6 separate regions of the Mus musculus genome follow, and regions 2, 3, 4, 5 and 6 are each linked to region 1. Evidence: chromatin contacts called from public HiChIP or PLAC-seq and promoter capture Hi-C data. All regions are on one chromosome and are shown on one strand. The core of a region is the stretch at or near the end of the contact, and the rest is flanking DNA. Distances in the headings are between cores, read along the strand shown.

The links. Promoter capture Hi-C pulls out the DNA fragments that hold promoters and counts their contacts. HiChIP or PLAC-seq counts read pairs in DNA pulled down with a chosen protein or histone mark.
Region 2: a promoter capture Hi-C map of cranial neural crest shows a contact between it and region 1. The contact joins the promoter of Sbk1 here to the promoter of Kctd13 in region 1. A contact is called at or near these places in 1 of 39 promoter capture datasets (cranial neural crest), 1 of 484 Hi-C or Micro-C datasets (liver) and 1 of 115 datasets of contacts at active chromatin or transcription factors (pancreatic cancer cells).
Region 3: a promoter capture Hi-C map of liver shows a contact between it and region 1, with 2.1 times the contacts expected there. The contact joins the promoter of Phkg2 here to the promoter of Kctd13 in region 1. A contact is called at or near these places in 4 of 39 promoter capture datasets (the C10 cell line, liver and pre-B cells) and 1 of 9 other capture datasets (liver).
Region 4: a promoter capture Hi-C map of embryonic stem cells shows a contact between it and region 1. The contact joins the promoter of Spns1 here to the promoter of Kctd13 in region 1. A contact is called at or near these places in 4 of 39 promoter capture datasets (cranial neural crest, embryonic stem cells, frontonasal cranial neural crest and 1 more).
Region 5: a contact with region 1 is called in an H3K27ac HiChIP or PLAC-seq map of thymic regulatory T cells, with 4 times the contacts expected there. The contact joins the promoter of Prr14 here to the promoter of Kctd13 in region 1. A contact is called at or near these places in 1 of 39 promoter capture datasets (cranial neural crest), 3 of 115 datasets of contacts at active chromatin or transcription factors (kidney, pancreatic cancer cells and thymic regulatory T cells) and 2 of 9 other capture datasets (liver and pancreatic islet).
Region 6: a promoter capture Hi-C map of pre-B cells shows a contact between it and region 1, with 2.2 times the contacts expected there. The contact joins the promoter of B130055M24Rik here to the promoter of Kctd13 in region 1. A contact is called at or near these places in 3 of 39 promoter capture datasets (the C10 cell line, liver and pre-B cells) and 1 of 115 datasets of contacts at active chromatin or transcription factors (pancreatic cancer cells).

Annotation. Positions count from the first base shown.
Region 1 is chr7:126,927,385-126,930,492 of GRCm38.p6, forward strand. Kctd13 (potassium channel tetramerisation domain containing 13) reads left to right here and starts at 1,495. Exons shown (of 6, transcript NM_172747.2): 1 at 1,495-1,914. The coding sequence starts at 1,671. It also overlaps a transcript of Tmem219 not described here.
Region 2 is chr7:126,270,966-126,274,073 of GRCm38.p6, forward strand. Sbk1 (SH3-binding kinase 1) reads left to right here and starts at 1,531. Exons shown (of 4, transcript NM_145587.3): 1 at 1,531-2,134.
Region 3 is chr7:127,571,657-127,574,764 of GRCm38.p6, forward strand. Phkg2 (phosphorylase kinase, gamma 2 (testis)) reads left to right here and starts at 1,692. Exons shown (of 10, transcript NM_026888.3): 1 at 1,692-1,800; 2 at 2,198-2,310. The coding sequence starts at 2,216.
Region 4 is chr7:126,376,313-126,379,420 of GRCm38.p6, forward strand. Spns1 (spinster homolog 1) reads right to left here and starts at 1,622. Exons shown (of 12, transcript NM_023712.3): 1 at 525-1,622; 2 at 362-427. The coding sequence starts at 765.
Region 5 is chr7:127,470,170-127,473,277 of GRCm38.p6, forward strand. It overlaps Prr14 (proline rich 14), which reads left to right and starts at 1,445. Exons shown (of 11, transcript NM_145589.2): 1 at 1,445-1,808; 2 at 1,929-2,097. The coding sequence starts at 1,786.
Region 6 is chr7:127,446,742-127,449,849 of GRCm38.p6, forward strand. It overlaps B130055M24Rik (a long non-coding RNA gene), which reads left to right and starts at 1,649. Exons shown (of 2, transcript XR_869949.3): 1 at 1,649-2,830. It overlaps Zfp689 (zinc finger protein 689), which reads right to left and starts at 2,417. Exons shown (of 3, transcript NM_175163.3): 1 at 1,913-2,417; 2 at 1,622-1,735. The coding sequence starts at 2,117.

The DNA.
Region 1 (3,108 bases), core at 245-2,744:
TTGTAGGAGAGAGTTATATTCGGTCATTTTGTGTTCAGATATGATTATGGAATATGCTTCTTATCCACCAGAGTGTGAATTTGCCTGAAATTGGTGTTTTGTAAAACTGAGCTGACCAAGCCACTGCCACAGCCTCGCTATGGGTGCTAGGCCAGTCCTGGCAACAGCAAGGCTTCAGGGAGGAGAGCAAGTTCCAGTCAAGAATTACCTTCTCACTGCTCCACCTGGTAGGGAGAGCAGGCTTGGCAATCCCTCTTGGCAGAACACAAGTTTCTTCAGTGCCGGACACATTTCTTGATAACATCTTCTAACAGCCACTTTGCTTCTCCACACTGCTACCTCTCCAGAGCCAACACTAGATTTGTACCCCTGACTGAGCAGCAAAAGAACCAACCAGACCCAGAGAGAGGAGCTTTGCCCAGATCTTCCAGTCAGCTGGTGACAGAGTTGGAGAAGAGAAACTGGAACTCTCTCCCGACACAGGGGTTTTCTATGTAGACTAGGGTTGGACTTGAACTCAGAGAGCCACCTGCTTCTGTCTCCTGAGTGCTGGGATTAAAGGTGTGAGCCAACACTGCCTGGTTTGACTTTGCTTAAACATCCAAGACAAAACCCCTTCCAGACGTTAGGGCAGGCTGTTAAATACCTCAGCTATCACCTCTTGTTCACAATGCCCTATACCTTCTTCTCTTTTGGGGTTCCTTGGAAGGTCTCATGACAGCTGGGATTCTAAGACCTTCACTAGCTTGTCCAGTCTTATTCTTGTAATCGCCACGTTCCTGCCTAATGGTTCTCCTTTTGCTTTGAGATAGGTAAGACTGTATAGGCCAGGATCCCCTGGAGCTCATAATCTCTCTGCCTCAGCCTCCAGGGCTAAAATTAGTTATATGTAATTCAGGTCTCTATCCTTTTCCCTTCAGGGAACTCTTTGCACCCGCCTTCTAACCTGTGAGTCCCCTGGAAACCCTATGGCCTCATTGGAGAACTTTCTTTTTTCTTTTTTTTTTTTTTTTTTTTGTTTTGGTTTTTGGTTTTTTCGAGACAGGGTTCCTCTGTTTAGCCCTGGCTGTCCTGGAACTCACTTTGTAGACCAGGCTGGCCTCGAACTCAGAAATCTGCCTGCCTCTGCCTCCCGAGTGCTGGGATTAGAGGTGTGTGCCACCACGCGCGGTGAACTTTCATTTTGTTGACGGTTCTTCTAACAGTCTGTCAAGTGCACTGAGCTGGGCTAGGAAAACTATACTCAACCTTCAGCCTCTGCGCTTGTTTCTTTTTACGCGAATGAAGCGCTGCTGAAATCGTCACGGGTTGCGGTATTCTCCATCCACATGAACAAGGGGGCAAAGGATCCTTTAGACGTTTTCTCAGAACACCACACCCCCCAACCCGCAGGCTGGACTGCAACGGCGCCACCGACTGCGCACGCCCCGGTTCTTGGCTCCGCCCCCGAGACGCGGCCCTCGGCCTGGCCGCGCCTGCGCAGCTCCGCGCGCCGGCTTCCGGGTGGAGAGAGCGCGCGATGGGGCGGCTGGTGGACGTCGCGGAGTAGCTGTGGAGAGTGGGCGTGTGCGCCGAGCGGCCGGGCGCCGGCGCTGGAGTCGCGGGATCTCAGGGAACCGGACCGGGGCGCAGAGAGGGCCTCCGACTGCCACCCGCGTCCGCTCACTGGCATGTCGGCCGAGGCCTCGGGCCCGGCGCCGGCTGCGGCCGAATGCTTGGAGTCCCCTAGCCCCTCGAGTGTGGAGCCTGGCTCCCCCTCGTACAGTCTGAAGCCCCTCACCCCGAACAGCAAGTATGTGAAGCTGAACGTGGGCGGCTCGCTGCATTACACCACGCTGCGCACCCTCACGGGGCAGGACACCATGCTCAAGGCCATGTTCAGCGGCCGCGTTGAAGTGCTCACAGACGCGGGAGGTATGCGTGCCGCCGGTACACGTGCTGCCCTCCAGCTCCCAGTTCATTCCAGGCTCCCTAGTCCCATCTTATCTTTTCCTAATTCAGAATCTCTCTCTTTCCCCAATCCTTTACTTCCAGCAGTAACATCTGCCAAGCGCTCCATTGCCGATTATCTGCTCTTCTTCCCTTAGTTCAAACAGCCAAGGAACCAGGTCTACTGCAAGCAGTACCCCTCAAACAACCTTTATCACTTACTTCCCACTGCCCAGCCTTTTGTTTGCCTCTCTGCGGTAGAACCGCCCCAGGTAGCCTCGAGAACGGAAAGATTTGGTCTGTCTCTAATACAAGTGCCCAGTGCCCGCACTCTAGGAATCATCCATGAATGCGAAGTGAAGGGCGCAGCTTTTCTTGACAGGTGAACCTTAACCTTCTCGGGAGTGTTGCCTTAAATTTGGGACTCACTTATTGTAGAATAGCTTTAAGGGGAAGGGCTTAACATAGATAAAAGCAAACACTTAGGAGGTGAAGTTCGGCTTTCAAATACCGAAGATGAAAATTCACTTATTTGATTAGTATTGTGATGCGTCAGTTACTGCTAGAGAAAGTTTGGTAAAGGGAAATGATGAATCTTGGGGAGTTAGCCCCACACCCCGCAGGGAGTTGGGGAGGGCATGGAGTAGGAATGACCAGTAAGCAAGAAAATCTCATGTAATCACAGTAATTCTTGGTATTCCAAGTAATGTTACTACTTCATCGTTGTGAACCGGAGGATTGAAGTGGGCATTTTTCATTAAATTAGATGGTTAAAATGAATACAAGGGGTTACATTTATTGATAAGGTAATTTGGTAAGAATCTCCCCCATGGTGAGCTGGGCCTGGTGCCTCCTGCCTATACTGCTAACACTCAGTTTGGGTTACATAATGAGATCCTGACTTTAAAACAACGTTCCCACGGTGAGAGCCTTCTGACTGCCCAGCAGATTTGGGAGGGATCTGTTCCGTGGCAGGTGTGTGTATGATACACTGGAGATGTTTGAAACAGTTTTTGAACATGGCAGAGGTCTGAAACAGGTAAGTATTAGGTTTTCTTGTTGTCGTTCTTGTTGCCTCCCTGTCCCCACAGGGTTTTTTTCATGTCACCTTGGCTGCTGGAACTCACTCTGTAGACCACCAGGCTGGCCGCAAACTCAAGAGATCCACCTGCCTCTGCC
Region 2 (3,108 bases), core at 281-2,780, 660 kb before region 1:
TTCAACTTAGGTGTGTGTGTGTGTGTGTAGAGGGCAGAAGTTGACATTATCAGGTGTATTCTTCAATCCCTCCCCAGCTCATTTAACTTTTTGTGGGTGCGTGGTATGCATGCATATGTGTGTGTTTGCATGTATGTGGGGTGCACATGCATGTGTGTGCATGTGCAGACGGAGGTTGATTCTCTTGTTCTCTATTTTACAAATTGAGGCATGGTTTCTCACTTGAACCTAGAGCTGACTCATTCGGCTAGTCTTGCTAGTCAGCTTGCTCTGGGGATCCTGTCTGCCTCCTAAATGCTGGGATTCTAGGCTGCTACACCTGCCCAGCCATAGCTGAGTCCTGGGGGCCTGAACCCTGGTCTTTAGCAGCATCTCGCTTGGTTCCCCTTCTCCCCTCCCGTACTTATTTATTTATTCAGAGACTGGGTCTTTCACTGGAACTCACGGATCAGATCAGGCTGGTCCCTGGGATCCACCTGTTTCTGCCTTCCCAGGGCTGGAACTACAGGTGTCATGGCACTGGAGGAACTCAAGTCCCTCATGCTTGCCTGGCAAGCACTTTACTTAATAAGCCGTCTTCCCAGCTCCACCTAAGGCTACCTGAGTTTGCAATAACCAGCTCTAAAAGTTCTACCAGCAGCTGGAGTGGTTGGAAGAGGATGCTAATTTGAGAAAACAATCTGATCAGAGATTAAAAGGAGGAGAGATTTTGGGTGCGTCGGGGGCTTTTTCTATGAATAAAATAGTATGCTGCATGGGAGACTGGGCCTCTGGAAGGATGCGTTCGTTGTTCCCACTCTGTCGCCATCTCTGCTCGATCGCCCCACCTGCATCCAGGCTACAATTTCCGGTTAATGAACAAAGCTCTTCACACCCGGGTGGCTTTGCACAGCTGCTGCTTCAGCCAGGAACCCCCCACCCCCTTCTTCCGTTCTGCTATACACCTTTAATCCCAGCTTTTCCTTAAACTTACTTCGCGGTCTCCCTACAGCAGAGCTCGAAAGTTCTGCCTGAACCCTGCACGGCCCCACAGACCCCAGGTCTCTGAGTAGCCTAGTAGTCTTATGAGGTCCCCTGGAAATCGAATGGATAGGTGGAAGGATGAATGGGCAGACAGGCGGGTGAACAGATGGACCGGTAGTTGAATGAGCGAGTGCATTCTGAATAGGAGAGCTCGGATTTATTTTTCTTCTTTGAAACAGATCCAGGCTCCGCCCCACAAGCACAGGCTGGAATAGTCTGGGACAGTCTAGCCCCTCGGGGACCAAGCAGCTGGACCAGGTGACCCTCTGTGACTCCCCCGAGCCCTCTCTAACCTCGTTCTGGCCCCCTCCTGGGCTCTGACCTAGAAAAAGAAGCTTATGCCAATGACCGGCGGGCCTTAGGACCCCGCGTGGCCGGAAAGCGGGCGGGGCATCGTGCGGCTCCCGCGGCGGTGGGGAGGTCCAGGCCCGTGGCGCCTGGCGGGAGGGCGCGGCGGGAGTGCGCGTGCGCGGAGCGCGCACCCGGCGCGGCGGACAAAGGCGCGTGCGGCGGCGCGCGAGGCGGAGGGCGGAGCGGCGGGCGGGCAGGTACGCGCCGGCGGGAGGCGGAGCCGCGAGGCCGCGATGGAGCGCAGCCCGGGCGGGCACCGGCGCTGGAGCCCGAGTGCCGGGCGGAGCGGGAGCCTCAGCCGGAGCCGCAGCCTCAGCCCGCGCCAGGCCGGGGCAGGAGCCCGCAGGGCCGGGCTGCTCGCAGCGGCGGCGCCCGAACCCCCCAGCGGCTGAGCGGTGACCTCCATCCTCGCACGCGGCTGCTGGGACGCAGCGACCGATCCAACCCGGGCCCCCCAAGATCTGCTTGCTACAACCGCACACCTCAAGACACAGAGAGACCCAGGCTTGGGGCGCTAGCCTCCCTAATCCGCTACTCCGGCACACAGGGACCCCAAACCTAGGACAGCAAGATCCTCTTGCTAACGAGAAGCCGCGGGCACCCCAAAGCCTCGGGACCCGGGCGACCAAGCCCCTTGCGACGCCTTCAGCGTCCCGGCTCATGGTGGTAGTGGTGCCCTGAGCCCCTCTCGGGCCGGGCAGACGAAGATCGACACGGCGCCCAGGCCCCCTGCCGCGGCGTCCCCGCGGCCCCAGCCCAGGTAAGTGGGACCCAGGTGAGGGGCGGCAGGTGAGTGGTACCGAGGTCCCTAGAGTCCTGCAGGTGGGGAAGGAAGTCCAGAGTGCGCGCTCCCCCTCCTCAGCGTCGCCATGGAGCCGAGGCTGAAGGACGTCTCTTTGTGTCTCGCTTGGAGGAGCCGCCCCCTCCTCCTCTCCCTTCCCCCACCTTCCACCCCAACCCTGAGATTTGGGCACAGCTTCGGACCCCGGGAGAGAGGAGTTGCGACGCCCTGGAGAGGGGTTAGAAGGTGGAGAGTCTCCCCGGAATAGCCTGGAGCCTTAGACCTTAGGTCCTTTGAAGAATAAAGACACGTAACTATCATCTCCCAAAGACCAAGCTGAGTTCTTAAGTGACACCCACCCTCCCCACAGGAAAGAGAAAATTTGGGGCGCCCAAAGGTGAGAGGTGCCTGCATTCTGCAGCTCTGGGTGACAGCTGGGGCTTTGGGTGTGTGCCTTTGTCTGAGAGGGCAGGGAAGGGGCGTGTTTGAGAGGATGAGTCTCTTATTTTCTGACTCTGAGACCCCAGCTCAGGTCTCAGTGGGGCTCTTTATCCAGTCCCTCTTTGTGCTCCCTGCAGAACAGGGAGAGGACAAGCCCTCTCAGTGAACAGCTAGTTTGGGGGAGGGAGGTACCCTGAATGAAGAAACCATTTCGGGTCAGAGCACCTTTCTGCCCCTCTAAGTCCCAAGGACAGCAAACCTGAGTGTTTTCCCTTTTTCTGACCCGGGGAACACCTAGGGCCAAGTCCGGGACTGGGACACTGTGTCCTCTACGATGCAGGAGTGAGTCTGGATTCTTGCTTAAGCTTTCCAAAGCATCTACAATCAAGAGGGCCTCAACAAATGTCCTAAACCCCAGGACCCAGGGAATGCCGGAAGATCTTGGGTGCGTTGTACCCCGAGAAAGGGCAGGAAGGTTTTTTTCAGCCTTCCACAGACAGGTGTAAAGTCAG
Region 3 (3,108 bases), core at 442-2,941, 640 kb after region 1:
AAGAAAGTCACTAACCACTGAGTTTATTTGGTTTTATATAGGAGCATAGTGACTCAAAAGCAGCTGCATCACCGAAAATCACTGTTTCTCCTTTATTCATCAGGTGAATAATTTATATACTTTCTCAATTTTTATACCCATCTCTCTCTCTCTCTCTCTCTCTCTCTCTCTCTCTCTCTCTCTTTTCAGCGCTTGGAGTTCTGCTTGGCCTTGTTCCTGCTGGGCAAGCATTCAATAGCTAAGCTCTATCCCAAGTCCTGCTGTCATCTTTAAAATATGTTCTAGTCAAGTATAATGAACATGCAGTAAACCCCACCTACTTAAAGTCTGTGAGTTAAATGGAATATCGGGAGGCTCAGGTTGTGATTCCTGACACATTATTGTTGTCCTTGGTCATTTCCCAAAGATCCCTGGTTCCTTTGTTTGCAACCAAGAGAAATCAGCATTTAGACTTTATACTAGCTTCTGTTTTGGGGGTCCTTTTAGAAATCAATACTGGAAAATATAAAATTATTTTTTAATCTGTTTTTCACCATTGCCCAAATTTTACCTGTAGTTCTTCCTCTAGTTCCAGATTTCATATTCTCATAGGAAGACTCTTCGGTTCCTAATTATATGAATACATTATTTTGACTAATTTCAGAATAATTATCCCCTGTGTACCAACAACAAACCTACTTAGGAAAGTTCAAAACTATTTTTGCAAGTTGTTAAAGTTAAGCTTGATGAGGAAAGGCTCTACAGTGACAGAAAGCAAAAACACTAAATTACTTGGTTTCCTTATAGAAAAAGCTGTTAGAAAATCATGCTGTAATCTAGGCGTCCTGAGCCTTAAATCCCAGCACTCAAACTGACTGATCTTTGGAGTTCCACCCCAGCCTGGGATACACAACGAATCCCTGACTAACAAGGGCTACATAGTGAGACACCGTCTAAAAAAACAAAAATTATCATTTCTCTTTTGCTGGACTGTAACCTTGAGGATTTGCTTTTTTCTTTGCTGTTACTCCAGAACCTTGGTTTTAGGATATGTCTGGCTTTGGAATTACTCTAGGCAGGACCTTAACAACCTTGTGTACTTAATGCAGGAGGGTCTGGGAGCAAGACGGTAGGAGTCTGTGACCCCAGGATGATGGACACTATCCTGAAAGCTCTAGTCAGGACCAAACGGCCAAGCTGCATATGCATTTTGTTTTGTTGTGTTTCTCAAAACAGTTTCTCTGTATAAACAGCCCTGCCGGTCCTGGAACTCACTTTGTAGACCATGCTGGCCTCCATCTCAAGAGATCCATCTGCCTGCCTCGCCTCCTAGTGCTGGGATTAAGCGTGCATGACCACACTTGTCTACACGCAGGTTTCCACAAAAAAAGGAATTTTGGAACAGGCTCTTACTATAATAAATGAGGATTCCAGAAGGAAACTAAAAGGGCCTTGTCCGAGGGCACGGTGAGGTAGTGCGGAGACATCACATTTCCGGTAACCTAACTTCCGTGTCTCTTTACAGACCAGCAGCACCAGGAGAGAAAAGCAAGTGCTACATGTTGATTGGCTGTTTTTCAGGCTCCTCCTCATGGTGGAGACCTTTTGGGGACTTCTAGCGCCAACGGCCTTGTCCGCCCTGGAATCCCGTCTTCCTATTGGACTGCCATTTTCCAATCGGAGGGTTTCTAATCCCTAGTTCTCAAACAGCAGGGGCCATTGGCTGCAATGATGGGGGCGGTGCCTTAGGTCGCTGTGGGAGCCTTACAGGTTAAAGCAAAGGAACAAACATAAACCAAGCAGCTGAGGGTCTTTGCGCAGGTTAGACTGTTCCCTCCTCACCCCCCTCCCCCCACCCTCCCTTCCCCCTCCCCGCTCGCACGGGTCATCCTGCTCGAGACCCCCGCGCCCCTCCCAGTGGACGCCAAGTGCGCTTGCGCGGTAACAGCCGCCCGCACTTGTGCCATTTCCCCCTTCTTCCGAGCCACCTTTCCCCCCTCCCGCCCTTCCCTATCCTCTTCCCTGCCCTGCTTCCCTCCCTCCCCCCTAGGCCCTTCGTTGTGGTCTCCCCGGTCCTGATCCTTCCCCTACCCCACCCCCAACCCCCAGGACCCTGGCGCCCCAGCCGCAGGTGCTGCGCCCCCGGGAGCCACGATGTGCATCCTCTCAGAACCTGTGGGCCTCCTTGCCCTCACTGCCCTCCGTTTCCTCCTCCCAGGCCCCCACATCCCTCAGAATGACGTTGGACGTGGGGCCGGAGGATGAACTCCCTGACTGGGCTGCGGCCAAAGAGTTTTACCAGAAGTACGACCCTAAGGACATCATTGGCAGGTGAGCCTTCACAGCTGAAGCATACACCGGCCCAGTGTAGTCAGCTCCCAGCCAGGAAATAAGGCTTCCTTCTGAAGACTGGATAGTTAGGAAGTGGACAGTGGAAAACAGTTAGTGACTTGGCTAGTATTCCGAGTTAACCCGCATTTTTTCCTCTATTCATCTATATTGTCAACAATTGTTTGTGGTCCAGACAACGGGAAGGTAGAAAATACCCATCACGTGAGCATTTCAAAGGTATCTAGTTCGAGAAGTAGGGGTCTGTAGAAAAGATGCTTGGAGCTGGGCGGTGGTGGTGAATGCTTTTGATCCCAGCAGAGGCAGGTGAATCTCTGTTGAGTTGACACCAGCCTGGTTTACAGAGGAAGTTCAAGGACAGCCAGGACTACACAGAGAAACCCTGTCGGGGAGGGGAGCAGGGATTGCTACTGTGATCGCCACCACAGATGCTTTATGGTTTAGTTTCAGAAGCATAGTGTATTGGTTATGTTGTGTTAAGCACCAAGAACACCGGGTGAGGGAGTGACAGAACAGGAACCCTGAGGAAGTTTCTGTCTTGGAAATGTTTCTATCTTTACATAATGAAAAAAAGATAAAGGTCGAAAGGAGCGTTAGGGGAAAAAATAAGTAGGCAGTAGGATTCAATCAACGGGGTCTCCACAGAGGAGGGGCTTTAGGAGACTTCTAAGAAAATGACAGGAGGGTTGGGGGAGGGGTGTTTGGTTGTTCATGGTGCTGGGGATTAAACTCAGGGCCCCATCCTAAGAGACAGTGCTTTACTACAGAGCCACATTCTCA
Region 4 (3,108 bases), core at 372-2,871, 550 kb before region 1:
TCCCCCCACAGCAGTGCCAAGCACTCCTGCCATTGTATCCTGGTGCCCACTATGTGCCACACACAAGGCATGACCTAGTCCTCACACCAGTCTAAAGAACTAGCCCATTTTATTACTAGCTTCATTCTACAGACCAGAAAAATGAGGCTTAAAGTGGATGAGTGTGTTGCCTACCGACTCATAATAACTAGCTGGCTCCCTCTGTGCGATGTCCCAGCTCAAGTGGACAGCCCAAGAGCAGCCACGGCCATTGCCTCCAAGAGCCCTGGCCACTAAAGCTTCACTAGGCAAACCTGCATGTATGTAGGCCTACTTGAGGCAATTAAGAACGAGGGGTTGTGTGGGCAGTAGCCTCACTCACCAGTCTGGATGAGGCCAGTACTACCATCTCCGATGTTAAAGAACTGCTCGATGTCTGTAAGAACCCCTGGAAAGAAAAAACAAAGAATGAGCGCCAAGAGGCGACCCTATCCTGGGGAACTTCTCCCTTGCCTATATCCCTTCTTCGGAGCATCAGTGCGTACCTGCCACGGTGAAGCGGTCCATGTAGTTCAGGAGGTTAATGTAGCACAGAACCACCACTATGAGGGTCGAATGGCCCCGAGATAAGCCAGTGATGCGCTGTAGCCCCTCACAGTCTGGGACCTCGAGTTCCCCGGACTTTGGATTCCCCATGGGTCCTGGCAACCCCGGATGGCCGGGCGCTGGCCCGTCATCAGGATCATCTGCTTGGCTGAGGAAGGGCGCCGTGTCGGACCCGGCCATGGTCCCTGGGGAATCGCAACCGCCCACGCTTCGGTCCTACCTCCGACGGAAGGAGGTTGGAGAGAGGACTGCGAGAAGACTTGCCCACTATCGCCTAGGAGCGTGGTCCGATGCACAGTGCACCACTGCGAAAAGCCCTGGGCTTCGTCATTCCCTCTGGTTCCGACAGAGGAGAGCACACAGGAGGTGCAGGTGACGCTGGGACAGGAGCAGGAAGACCAGGACCCAGTCCCTCTTCTCACGCTGACGCACTCCAAAGCCCGGGAAGGAGCGCGCCACACTCGCTGTTGCTCAGTCCAAGCTCAGCAACACAACTGCCGCCATGTTGCCCAAGAGCAGGTCATGTGACACCGGAGCCCTACCGGAGAAAGTCACCCGGTGCAAGGATTGAACACGTGACCTGCCACCGCCTACGGAAGCCTCCAGGGTTTCTAGGGCTCCTCCGCTATGGTAACCCGACGCTCGTTCCTACTTCCACCAGTAGCCTCCAGGGGGCCTCGCAAGCTGGTGTAATCAATCGCCTAGATGGAATACCCATTTATCCGATTTCACGAGATAGTGGATTATTTGGAAATATTACATCTCTACAGATGCTAGTGAGTTGTTTCCTCTTTTCTTCTTCAGTGACTGGCTGATGGCTTCATTGCTCAGTAATTGTTGGATGAATAGCGGCGAGCAGCTGCCTCCTTTTGTTTACCAATCATGAGCTTTCACTGTGGACATTTAGATTCCTATAGAGTCGGGCGTAGTAGCGCATACCTTTAGTCCCAGGAGAAGGCAGAAGGACGGAGATCTTTGCAATTTCAAGGACAGCCTGGTTTACATAGCGAGTTCCAGGTCAGCCAGGGCTACATACTGAGTGAGACCCTGCCTCCAAGAAAAGATGCTAGAGTTTAGGAGGAAGAGGATGTTTTGTCTATGGCCTCGAGTTTTTCTCCAACCAAGACTAGTGTCCTCGCGCCCTCTGGTGTCTCTCCTGGAGGACAGGCGGAGGCTCAGAACCAATGAACTGCAATGTACCCTGCACCAAAAAATGGCATATGGCTCTAATCCCAGCACTAAAGAGACAGAGGCAGCCGATCTCTGTGGTCGAGGCTAGCCTGGTTTACTGAGCAAGTTCCCGGGTGACCAGGGCTACACGGAGGAACCTTATCATAAACCAACAACAACAAACTCAATCTGGCTGGTGGCACATGCCTTTAATACCTTTAGTCTTGAAAACAAAACATACAAAAAAAAAATCCCACTAGGTGTGGCAGTGAATTAAACAAACCTTTTATCTCAGCACCCACGGAGCAGAGGCTTTTTTTTTTTTGGCTTGTTTTTTCATTTTTCTTTCTTTTATTTCCAAGGTTTCTCTGTATGTCTGACTGTCCTGGAATTCCCTTTTTTGACCAGTGTGGCCACCAATTCACAGGCATCCACCTGCCTTTGCCTTCAGAAGGCTGGGATTAAAGGTGTTCCATGGCGAACCGTCTCAGGTTGCTAGTTTTCCTTAATATACATACATTCTGAATGCAAAATACTATGATTCTATGAAAATACTGTTTTGTGATCCCACTTCCAGAACTGGGATGTAGTTCAGTTGATAGTAAATACTGCCAAGCATTCCTGAAACCCTGGGCTCAAGTCCCCAGTACCTCATTCACCCAGCCCGTTGCAAAAGGTAGAAGGAGGAGAATTGGAAGTTCAAAGTGGTCCTTGATACATAGCAATAGTTAACTTTAATGTGGCTTTGGGTACATAAGACCCAGTCTCGACAAAACAAAAAACAAAACAAAACAAAACAAAAAATTAAAGATTCCTCTTGGGGCTGGAGATGGCTCAGTGGTTAAGAACACTGACTGTTCTTTCAGAGGTCCTGAGTTCAAATCCCACATAGTGGCTCACAACCATTGGATCCAATGCCCTACTCTAGTGTATCTGAAGAGAGCGACAGTGTATCCATATACAGAAAATAAATCTTTTTTTTTTAATATCCCTCTCAGCACAGCAGAGGAAGAGGCAGATAAAAGTTTGAGGATTTGAAGACTGGACTGTATTGAGTCTTAAGTCAGCCTGGACTAGATAATGATGAGATACAGAGACAGAGAAAGAAAGAGAGAGAGAAAGAGAAAGTTAGAGAGAGAGAGAGATTGAGAGTTCGAAAATAGGTAAGGGCCAGCAAGGTGGCTCAGAGGATAAAATACTTGGTACCAATACTGACAATCTGAGTTCTGTCCCTATCCAAATGGCAGAAGAGGATTGCCTGCCACAAGCTGTCCTCTACCTCACACATGTGCCATGACATGCACACAAAATAAAAACGTAATAAAAGATTAAAAACGTAAAACACTGTGAGAT
Region 5 (3,108 bases), core at 195-2,694, 540 kb after region 1:
AGGAGCTTTGGTTAGGTGGTAAAGGCGCATTCATAGTGCAAGATGCCAGTAAATGACCACTTCTTCCCCACCAGTAGTCCAGCTCCTAACAAAAGGTCCTTTGGAGCAGGCTCTCCAGCATTAGGATCGACTGCTTATCTCTTATTCCAAAAGACTACCTGACACCCTGCAGAGGACAGGCTCCTCTTCCAAGAGTTACTTCTGCCAGCCCAGAACAGGAAGGACAATGAACCGGCTCCACCAAGCAACCCCAGGTTGGTTATATTAGTCGCCTTCTGAGTGGCCTGCAGACACTACCTAGGAAGAAAGGAGGGGGGGGGGGGAGGAGAGAGAGAAATGCTAGTGAATGAAGCTCACCGCACCCAGCCTTCTCCCCACTTAGGCTGTTCCTGGTCTCTCCAGAAACTGAATTGGAAGCTAGAGGCCACATCAGGCCTACTCTTTAACTTGGGATCTTCAGGTTTTCCGTCCCGCCGTCCCGACTTCCGGAACTTCAATCCTAAGGAACTTAAACCTAAGAAAATGGGAAATTCCCAAATCCTTAACATTTAATCGATATTCACCGGCGTTAAGAACAAGAAAAATTACGTTAGGTGGAGAAACTTTAGCTTTCCTACACTTGTCCAAATATAACAAGAAACGTGATATAGTAGTTGGTCGCTGACCAGCCTTTGAAAAATGACGCTTTTCGGTCGACTAGTGCTAAAATCAGACTGCCCTCAATTAAAATGGCGGTGCAGGCACAATTGAGCTTCTTTGCCCCTACGTATTATGGCGGGCAGGAGATTTCACGCAGTTTCTCCTAACCCCGGAAGACCGGAACCGGCAATTGGGCGGTGCTTAAGACACACAGAAGAAGGCCTCTGACGGTTGGACAGCGCTGCATAAGGCAGGCTTTAAAGAAGCCGGAGGTGGGAGCTGTTTGAAACCCGGATCCTTGGAAAGCTGCGGTGAGAGGCGTAGGGGAGGGGTGGGAGTGGGGGGGACCGGGCTGGAGAGAGGGCCGGGAGGCGGGGGGAGAAGAAAACGTTTGAGCCAACTGGTCCGGGGCGCCCGAGAACGCGGGGCGGGGATCCAAGTAGGGCGGGGGCTTGGGGTGGGATGTTACCGGTGGGCTGGACCTTCTGGGATTGGAGTGAATGGTCTACCGGTTGGTTTGACAGTTTATAACCCAGAATCCGGACTGAGTTCAGTGATGAGTTTAGGCCTCCCCCAAGGGGAACTTCGTTAAGCTGAAGCTCTCAGTGGGAGGAGGCAAGTTGCGCGGCTTCTGATTGGAAGAACCGCGCAGTAGGATTCTTTCCACAGAGATCCAATTTAGGCGATCTGGTAGGAGGGAGGGCTGTTACTAAGTGGAGTAATTCTTTTGGAGCTCTTGCTTGGTGGGGCGAGGACCACAGAGGAATCTAGCGGAAACGGAAGCCTCTCGGGACCGGGATCCCACCGGATCCCAGAGAACCTCAGGGAGGCATCTAACAGGGACAAAGGTCCCAGGAGGCTCGAGCGGTGGGAGAGCTGTAACCTCCGCAATCCAGTCTCGCGGCAGGTGCCAGGCAGGGCCCGAGTGATCAAGGCGGCTGCAGCGGGAAGACCCGGCTCCGAGAGGCCGGCCGGGGGCGCCCTTTGGAGGAAGGGCCTGTGCCCTACCGGGAGCCGCAGGCGGACTATGAAGGGCGGAGTCCCGGGGGAGGAACTGGCCCTCATTCCCCACTCCCCCGCTCCCCAATTTACCCCAGGCCTCAGCCTGGGATACCCCAGGGACTCCCCGGAACCGCCGCTTCCCCCATGGACTTGCCTGGGAACTCCAGGTGAGAGCGTACCCCGCCCGCCTGACTTGAGCTCGGGAGACGGGGATGCTGACGGCTGCACCCGACTACAACAGAGGCAACAACAGGTTCAGGCAACTGTCTTCTACTTTCACCCTCCAGCCCTTTTACACAGCCAAGCCTGTGCCGTCAGCCTCTATCTCGAGCATCATGGGAAGCCAGGAGCCCGAAAAGACCGAGGCTGCAGCCTTTGGGGACCCCTTCATCCCTAGAAAAGGCCTCTCGGAGGGTCCTTGCCGTGGTGTTGGAAGATGTCATGACTACAAACAGGGTGAGCCCTTTAAGTGAAAGACCACTCCCTCTTCCCTATCCTCCATCCCCGCCCTGGCTTAGTACTAAAGTCAGACCAGTTCCACTAAGCCAGCCTTCAAAGCAGCCTCCATAATGCAAGACCATATGGTTTTGGGTAATTCATGTGCCTGTCCAGTCACCCACTCACCCAACCACATCCTACTAAGTATGAAAAACTCTTCTGACTGCCCTGTTATCGCTATCCTTTGCTACTTGGTGGGTTCTTCCATCCTCCCAACCCCCTAACACTAGTTAAGAAAGAAAAAGAATAGAGAGGAAAGAGATCTCCGAATAAAGGCAAGGGAGGGAATGGGGCGATGGTAGGCTACTTTCTGCTGATTAGGGGTGTCGAGTTCCTTGGGGCAGGTTTGATCTTCGCCATCAGGATATCTACTTTCTTCTTGTGAATAATAACAAACATCCAATCAATAACCAACCCATTCCTTGGGGGCCTTAACATGAAAAGTCCCCAGAATTCCAAAAGTCATACAATTGCAGAACCTGTCTGTAGCTGGCAAAATTATGCCCCTGCTGGAGGCAAATCTTAGTAAGTTGCTATGGACAATCTAAAGCAGTCCCATATCCCACACCTGGGAGTAAAACAAAAACATGATATTTTCGTGCTTTTTAAAAAAGAAACCAAAGCCGGGCAGTGGTGGTGCAAGCCTTTAATCCCAGCACTTGGGAGGCAGAGGCAGGCAGATCTCTGAGTTCGAGGCCAGCCTGGTCTACAGAGTGAGTTCCAGGACAGCCAGAGCTACACAGAGAATCCCTGTCTCAGAAAACAAACAAACAACCCCCCCCCAAAAAAAAAACCCAAAAAAAGAAAGAAAGAAAAAAAAAACCCAAAAATCCAAAATTGTCACTTCTCTGTTCTCTTGTTCGGAAGCATGCTGGTAGTGTCTTTGGCCACAAGGCAGACATGAGAAAAATGGTACTGTCTTTTACCATTTTTCTATTTCTCTAGAACCTGGGTAAGAAGAAGAGATTA
Region 6 (3,108 bases), core at 399-2,898, 520 kb after region 1:
CATAAAGGGTCATGGAGAGCAATGAGGCTTGGCACTGTGACTGGAAAGCCCAGACCATTGGTAAACTCACAGCCTCAGTTAAAGTACAAACCTCAGGACTGAAGGGGGGTCATGGAGATAAATTAAGGCCTGGCACCACGTGGCAGGCTCAGTGTCTCTAAAGAGATCCCAAGAAAGGCTCCCGGTGTACCCAGAACTCCGGTGTTTTGGAGAGAGCATTGGCACAGATGACCACTCACAGCAGCTTTAGAGCTTTGTGAGCTGGCTGTGTGTGCAGTGGATGTCAGACGAGTGCCACTGCCAAGCCCTCTGGAGCCTAGAGGAGCAGAGTCTCAGAAGGCTGGCACTGAGCGTCACACGTAGACTTTGGGTTTGATTTTACTGTAACTGTGCACTGGTTATTACTTCTTGGAATAAACAAGTATGTAACTTTTTTTTAATAGGAACCCATAGTTAATTTTAGAGAGGTTTTGGATATGATAGAGAAACTTTGAAAGAGACTAGGTATTTTAAGGAGAGTCTGAATTGAGTGTTTGAATTGAGATCTTGGAATGAACAAAAAACAAAGGTTATGGTTAAAAGGGATGGGTTTGTGTGTCATGCTAACAAGGGGTCAATTGTGCTGACTTGTTTTATGCCAACCTGATCCAAGCTAGAGTGATTTGGGAAGAGGGAACCTCAACGGAGAAAAATGTCCTCACCAGATTGGCCTGTGGTACATCCTTTTCTTTTTTTTTTTGGTTTTTCGAGACAGGGTTTCTCTGTATAGCCCTGGCTGTCCTGGAACTCACTTTGTAGACCAGGCTGGCCTTGAACTCAGAAATCCACCTGCCTCTGCCTCCTGAGTGCTGGGATTAAAGGTGTGTGCCACCATGCCCAGCGTGGTACATTTTCTTAATTAGTGATTGATTAAGGTTGACATGGGAGGGCCCAGCCCACTGTGGGTGGTGCTATCCCTAGGCAGATGTTCCTGAGTGTGTAAGAAAGTAGGAGAGCAAGCAGGAGGCAGCCTTCCTTGTGGCTTTCTGCTTCAGTTCCTGCCTTGATGTTCCTGCCCTGCCCTGCTTTGATGATGGATGTTTACATGAAAATATCAATGAAATAAACCCTCTTCTCCCCAAGCCACTTTTGTTCATGGTGTTTATCACAGCATAGAAACCTCTGACCAAGACAACTCCCAAATATGCAGCTGTTGGTCTAGGAGCACTTTGAGAGAGTTGTAAAAAAAAAAAACAAAAAAACCTTGGACTGTATTTCATCCAGTAGTTCACAAGCCTAGATGAACATTCCAATCAATGGGGCTTTTTCTTTTTTAAAGTCAAGAGTGAACCAGGGGCTAGAGAGAGATGTCTCAGTGGTTAAGGACTCTTTCTAGTCTTCCCAGGACCGATGGGAATTGGAGAAGTTCAATGGAAGCTAAGTCCCGGATCCTGGAAAGCAGTAGTTATCTTTTTCAAAGCTCAGTAATTCACTTATGTCAATGAAGTACCGTTTGTAGTTCGTATGCCCACAGTACAAGCAACCTGGTTAACTCTCATCAGACGACAAATTTAGATTGGGTCGACAGTTTAGGGCATTACTCAGGAAGGCAGTATGGTTTTCGTGGGTATTTTTCACTCACTTCTCTGGAATGTTACCCATCTCCGGTACTCCTGCGGATCTAGGGCTGCTGGTTCCCAGTCATCGGTATTTCGTTCCAACCAGGAGATGAGAGCTGGTTTGGGACCTGCGCATCCTGGGGAAGGAGAACCAGTCAGAGAGCTGGCCCGAAGAAAGGATGCTAAAAAATAAACGCCAACCCCTAACAAGCCGATCGCAGGTCAGGACCCTAGGCTCCCTGCCCCCACTCTACCCCGCCCTCAAGCTCCATCATCCCTTAGGCCCCGCGTAAGCAGATTGGGCCGGGCCTCACCGAGCGCGCCCAGGAGGCCGTAGGTCTCGCGCATCACATCCCGGTACAGAGTCCTCTGAGCGGGCTGCAGACACCCCCACTCCTCCGAGGAGAAGTACACGGCCACGTCCACGAACTTCAAGGCCCTTGGCCTCCTGCCCCTTTTCCGAGTAGGTCCAGCCTCTCCGACTGCCCGCAGGAGAAGCGGAGCCGAAGGTGGCGCCATCGGACCTGCTCCCCGGCCTTGCCACGGGGACCCGGAGACCTAGAAGCTCCGTCGGGAAGGCCCGGAGGAAATCTGAATCGGCTGCCTGAGGGGCCGGGCGGCCCGACACAGACCGTTATTCAGGGAACTCCCGCTGGAACTTGGGTGAGAGGCACCGGAAGATGCCTTCGGGGAAGATGGCGGCGCTGCTCCTGCACCACCGCTGCCTAGAACACAGGCAGGTTCCAGCTATCGATTTTATTGACCCGAACGCCATGCCGACTTCTTAACCTCCTTGCCCTAAAGTGTAATGGCGCTGCGAGATGGCTTCTTGCCTACTTTCCTCCTATCTATTGCATTCGTTTATTGGTTGGTAGCTGAAGATCGGGCGTTCTGATTGGTCATCAATGAAGGCGGCCCATTTGAATGAAGCCAACGGATTCTTAAGGGCAAGAAGGTGGATCCTGTGTCTCTAAGCCGGTTGTGAGAAGTCTTATGAATGGGAGGCTTTTCTTGTGTTCTCCAACGCTTGTTTGCCCTACTTGGAGAAGACGTTTCTACAGGTCTTCCAAAGGGAAAGTCACACAGTGACAACATGGATTTTTGAACAGCTACATCCTACGATCATAAAGGTGTCACAGCCAGGAATTCTGAAAAGTACTAGATGAGAAGGGAGCGGTGGTAAGGATCTGGTGCACAAAAGGCGCGTCTGGTAAAATTGAATGACTAGAATGGTAAGTTGACTGGTCTTGTACCTTGGGCAGCTCCTAAGTAGTCTATAGAAGTGAATGGCCTACCTGAGTACCAAGGAAGTTCGCTTGTTTAGAGGTGAGACCAATAGCTTTGGGCTTACCCTTTCTTTGTACAGTGGAATGCACATTTAGGCTACCAGGGGGAACAAAAGACAGATGGCTAGTTGATCCTTTCATTTATAATGAAGCAGGGAAATCACCCCTGTACCGTTGCTTTCCGAAATAGTGCAGCTGTGTCAACGTGTGTCAGGAGTGCATGG